2 separate regions of the Drosophila melanogaster genome follow, and region 1 is linked to region 2. Evidence: chromatin contacts called from public Hi-C data. All regions are on one chromosome and are shown on one strand. The core of a region is the stretch at or near the end of the contact, and the rest is flanking DNA. Distances in the headings are between cores, read along the strand shown.

Evidence for each region. A called contact is a pair of places that touch in the nucleus more often than the background predicts.
Region 1: a Hi-C map of the Kc167 cell line shows a contact between it and region 2, with 4 times the contacts expected there. A contact is called at or near these places in 1 of 107 Hi-C or Micro-C datasets (the Kc167 cell line) and 1 of 7 datasets of targeted methods (the Kc167 cell line).

What each region holds. Positions count from the first base shown.
Region 1 is chr2L:18,567,620-18,570,319 of dm6, forward strand. All of the region lies in intron 2 of Pde11 (Phosphodiesterase 11), which reads right to left. Among named protein-coding and RNA genes, the nearest start is that of Pde11, 21 kb to the right of the region's middle.
Region 2 is chr2L:17,382,572-17,385,479 of dm6, forward strand. Lrch (Leucine-rich-repeats and calponin homology domain protein) reads right to left here and starts at 1,544. Exons shown (of 7, transcript NM_165212.2): 1 at 899-1,544. The coding sequence starts at 1,211. CLIP-190 (Cytoplasmic linker protein 190) reads left to right here and starts at 2,129. Exons shown (of 17, transcript NM_165213.5): 1 at 2,129-2,268; 2 at 2,873-2,908.

The DNA.
Region 1 (2,700 bases), core at 37-2,536, 1.2 Mb after region 2:
CGCATATCACGAAAACGTTGACCGTTTTGTGACTATAAAATGCGTAATCATCTAAATAATAACAATCCACCTTCGCTGCGGCCCTATAAACCGTAAACAAAAATTATTGTTGCAAATCAAACAGCAGCTGACGATGGGTAAACAACAGGCAGCTAGAGAGCCCGGTAAACAATAAAACACGAGCGGAGCAACTTGGCAAACAGAGGCCTCAAATTGGCCTGGCCAAAACGAAAAAGAAAGAAACGGGGGAAATAAAAAAGGAGAGCGCAGCGAATCTAGGTGAGATCTGTGGGGCGTTCGTTCATCACTATGTGGCCAACACCCACACCATGGCCATCATGGAGCTGTGAGTGGAGCGGCCCAAACGACAGGCAACAAATCAATCAGCCAAAAAGTACATAAGAAAAAGTTGCGACCTGTTTGGCATTTTTAATATTTCTGCGCTGCCGCCAACTAAGATGATGCTTTGCAATCTTAATATATTTCGTTTGTCATTCGTTTTTTGTGTACACACTCTAAAAGGCTGTAGGGCCATAACCATAGCTGAAAGTTGTGTATGGCAGGCCATAAAGTATAAACTGTATCTAAGCCGGTTAAATGCGATCTTAATCACAAATCTGCCTTTTAATACAGCTTGTCAGAAGCTGAGCTCCTTATTTGAAAAATGACTTTACATTTCTGCTAACTTTATAAGCCCCTACATAAAAGGTGTGAGGCATATAAGATCTTAGACTACTTTGTGCACACCTGGTGGTCTTAAGCATTTTAAATTAAATTTTTACTTCCTATTTAAATTGGTAAATAATAACAATGTTCAGCTCTAAACCCAGTTGGGCTAAAACATTATGAAACTTGTTTCTTCATGGCATCATAAAACCAACGCCAAACTTATGTAGCTGTGTGGTTTTCATAGCCCGAAAATCGTGTGCTTTTCTTTTGCTTAAGTTGGGGTAATTGTTTGGCATACAAAACAACCTCAAACTTAAAAGTATCCGTGAGTGTTTGTTTGCCTTTTCAGTGCGGCTGTGCGGCATGCCAAACACTTTTCTTTTCGTCCCAAACTTTCGTATCTTTGGGGACTTGATAACTCGATAGAGCAAAGTGCATGGAGTTGGCTTATGGCTGGTGGCTAATGCGTCGTTTAAATGCTGACATGCACGTTGTGCAGAGATAAGATAATGCCACATAGCACATACCACAAAGTGAAGTATATAATATACCGTGTACTTGGCACATATTTGATATTCGAGCGGATTTGTTCGCGCTGATAAAAGCGTTGATATCAGAAGCCGGGTCCGTCACTTTGCTAAAAGCCACGCGTATTTCGAATTAACATTAGCATGCTGATTAAGCGAGTCAATTTCATTCGCAGCCATCACATTTTCAACACATTTCTCAAAAGATTTTATGGTATTGTATCCCGAAAAGTGGAACTCCCATTGTTGCCAGCTGCTGGGAAATTGCAGTGATTCACTTGGCGACATCTCAGCCATCTCAGGCCTCAAAGCCGAACCAGTTAATTAACAATTTCTCGCAAAAAGCCAAAATCTTTCCACACTTCAGCTCAGTGACGTGCATTCAGGTGACGCAAATCTCTGACGTCTTTGATTTAATATCGAGTTATTTCTGGTCACTTCTGGGCTGGCTGGCCGCTTGAGGAACACACGTGCCGATGGAGTTCCGATGCATTAGCCACAAAGAAGGGGGAGTGATTTTATAATCTGGCCAGCAAGCACACACCTGACAATTGAGTCGGCTGGCATATGCGGGGGAATATGAATTTCTTTAGTGAGAAATGGCCGTGCCAGCTGATGAATATGCTAAGTTTAATTAGTCGCTGATAAGTGAGTGAGTCACATGAGTACATTTGAGGAATGTTCGGTCTAAGTGCATTTCCAACGATAACGATAAAATAGATTTGAGTAAATCAAATGAATATCTTAATTTCTCTTTTGTCTTAATATAATATATCTGCTAAACATGATAATCATGGCCAGTGTCGTACGACTTGCTTTATTAGTTTTATTTATTATTAAAATCTTCAAATCAGTGGTTCTAACTTATGAATGTCAAACCGGTTTGCCAATTTTTGCATATTAAATTAAATCATTTATTTTCTGTCGGATTATGAAGCCAAAATGTATTCATTATTTAGGTGGTAATAGTCCTTCGCATGCTAAAACAAATATTTATCTGTTTACCTACATATATTTTAGGATTTTCCCTGGTTTTTAGATATATTTTCCGCAATTTAAATATTATCTGGTCATTTCCTGAAAATTTGATCAACAAACTGGCAGGCCCCAAAATGGTAACGAGTACTGGCGCTTATCTGATTCACGTGGTCGATGGAGCTGCTCCAATTTTCTGACAGCTAGACAAATGCCCGTTCTCACCGCTCCAAAAAAAAAAGCCCACACACGTTCATAACAATACTCATATAATCATTGTTGTAATCATTATTATCATCATCATCGCCGTAGCAGCAGAGGGATCTCCTCTCCCACCTGAGTTAATTACACACCTATGTACATATGTGTGTGTGTGTGTCAGGCATAGAGAACAACAGCGAAATATTGGCGGTTAAATATGATAGTTATAATGCGAAACACGTTGAGCGGCTGCAAACCGACTGAAACTGAGAAAAATGTCAACCGGAGACCTTAACGACGTGATTGATATGGAACAGGAAGAACCAGC
Region 2 (2,908 bases), core at 294-2,793:
TCCTTTCGCCTTTCAGAGCGTTTACTGTATGTGTATACAACAAACACAAGTGAAAATCGATGAGAGACATGTCCCGTTGTGAGAACATCTGTTCGAGGGTAGCAGCAGCTGTGAGAGGGGGCGGGGTCCTGCGAGAGGGCGGTGAATTTTCTGGGTGGGTATTTCCCATTTACTATTTCTCCGCTGGTGCATATTTTTTGGTCCTAACAAAAACGAAAGTTGGTTGAACTTCGACAAAATTTTCGTGCCGGCTGCGGCGAAAATAAAAATAAATAAGGATAACACGAATAGTGCAAAGTGGCGAAGAGCGAATAACGGCGGTAATTATTGTCCTTGAGCGCAGTCCGAAAAGGGAGAGAATGGGAGAGCCGCAGAGAGAAAGAGCAGCTGATGGGAGGACAGAAAAGGAGGAAAAGGATGAACCTCCGACGGCTGCTGCAAATTATTGATTTTCAAGCAACAAAAGGAAAATTCGCCACTGCAATGGAGATGGAAAAACTTCGTTAGCTCACCGGCAACAAACCTCCTTTGCTTAAATGCCGCACCCTAAAGGTATACACATACGCCAAACATTTTCGATAAGCAACTAATTTAATTGCTTTATCAGTACTTGTACATATGTAAACTCTACTTTTACTTTTTCTGACGTCAAAAGAAAACTTTATAACTAACAATTTTCTAATCAACTTTAATACCATTTAACTTTGTAATATAAAAATGTATGCTTTTTCCAATAAAATGTTATTAACTTCGTACATTAAGTATTATTAAGAACAGTTTAAACTTTACTTAGGAAGTAATGAAAACCCAATTTTTTCCGGAGCTACGAAACCGGCTTGAAGAACACCTTTTCTTTGTTCTCCCTTACGAATATACACTATACAATAGCGGTACGCACCTGCGATGACAGTGTCGGTAAGTGAGTACTTCGTTCCAGTCCTGGGAAAGTCCTTCAGCTTGCGATTGGTCAGGATCAGTTCGCCGCTGAAGTGCGCTTCTTCCAGGATTCTTTCCAGGGAGCGCGTCAGCTGGGAATGACTAAGCAGGGCAGACGAGGTGGAGGAGGAGGTGTTTCCAGCGTGGCCTATTCCAGATCCCGATCCTGTTCCAGATCCTGGAAGGGAAGCCGACCCGCTGCCGATGGCGCTGCCAGCGGCGCTGCCGACGCCGACTGCGACGCTATGTAGGCGTTGGTAAACCGTTGCTGCCATTTCCCGTGTAGGCGTGGCGACACTTCCACACACTTGCACACACACACGCACGCGCTAAACTATCACACCGATAAGGAAACGGAGTGAAGTGCCGAAAGAAACCGAAACTGGAAACTAAATTTGCTCTATTGAAACGCACGCATCTCGATTATTTTTCATTTAGTGTACGTCTTCTTGGCTCATTGATAAGATTTCTCGGAATTGGATTTTCCTTTTGCGGCTTCCTTCTTGCTTCCTCTTCTTTGCCTCCTCGCACACACGCGCACTCACACACGCACAAGCTCACGCAGCAGACGAGCGACAGTGCACAACGAAAATCGAAAAACAACTGAATCGGTTTATGGGATGCTACTTGGGCAGCGCTGGAAACGTTGCTGTTAGTTTAAAATCGGCGTGCCTTTGAGTACTATCGATAAAATACCACAGTGCGCCGATGATACACTGGCTCCATTTTTATCGCAATTCGAAATGTCAACAATCTTACATTTTATAATGTAATGTAATGTTTGTTTATTCAGAATGATCTACCGTTTAGCATTTGCCCCTTCAAATTTAGGGCATTATTAGATTACTGAGTCGTTATTACACCGAAACATTTCATATAACTACTTAAAGAAAAAATGAACAAATGACCAGGTAACCTGGTATTGGAACCCGGCAATAAACTGGTTGAATATTAAAAAACCATGTTAGACTAAATTATAAATTCGTTAATTTGTCAGTTGTGTGGGCTCAGATCACAAATCTGAATAAGCTCAGCGACGCTTCCATTATTGGTGACATAATTTCATATTTTACATATTTATATTCACGAATAAATATTCGCCAATTTCCTACAGGGTGTTTTTGTATGACCGCATTACTCTAAAAATACCTCGGGAAAATATAGCCGCAACTATCGATTGGCGCGCTGCACTGGAGCTGTGCTACCATCGCTAACTCAGTGCAACAACAAAATTCCAACGCAACGCCAACTAAGTGCAAAAAAAATCTAAAATTTGTGTAAAATTGTAAAATCCCAATCGCGTATATTTCTAAATCGTATTCGCACAGCACAGTATGTAAAGCACTCCAGTTTATTTAAGTACTGTGTGTGTGTGCGGTAAACACACACCAATAAGAGTGCGTTTTCGCGTCCCTTTTCCCACCCTCTTCTAATGGTTCCCTCTTCTATAACTGTGTCAAATCAGCAGCAACAATAAAATATAGAACAGAGCTACAGCGTGCGTGTGTGTGTGTGTGAAATGCACAAATTGATAAGCAATTTGATTCAATTTAATCTTGTTTAAGTCTGATGAATATCAGCGCAAGCAGCCCAACACAAAATTATAAATAAAAAGTTACGAATTTATATAAATAGAATACCCTTGAGTGATTTTGTTAGTCGCATAAAATTAATTCAATACATATTTGTGTTCCGCATTTTTTGAAAATATAACGAAGTTCTGGCCAACGAGAGCAACAACAAAAAGCGGTCTTGTTTGTTTTTCAAGCTCAACGAAAAAAAGAAGAAAAGAAATCTGCTCTCAGTCAGCTGTTTTAAAGCAGCCGCCTAAGTGCGAGTGAGATAGCTGCCTGCGCGCCAAAATAAAGCAACAACAAAAGTGGAACAGTGGTTCAAAACCTAGCTAAAAATAAAAAAAATCCATTTATTTTTGTAGCAAAAATATAAAATAAAAGCAAATTAAGCGAATTAT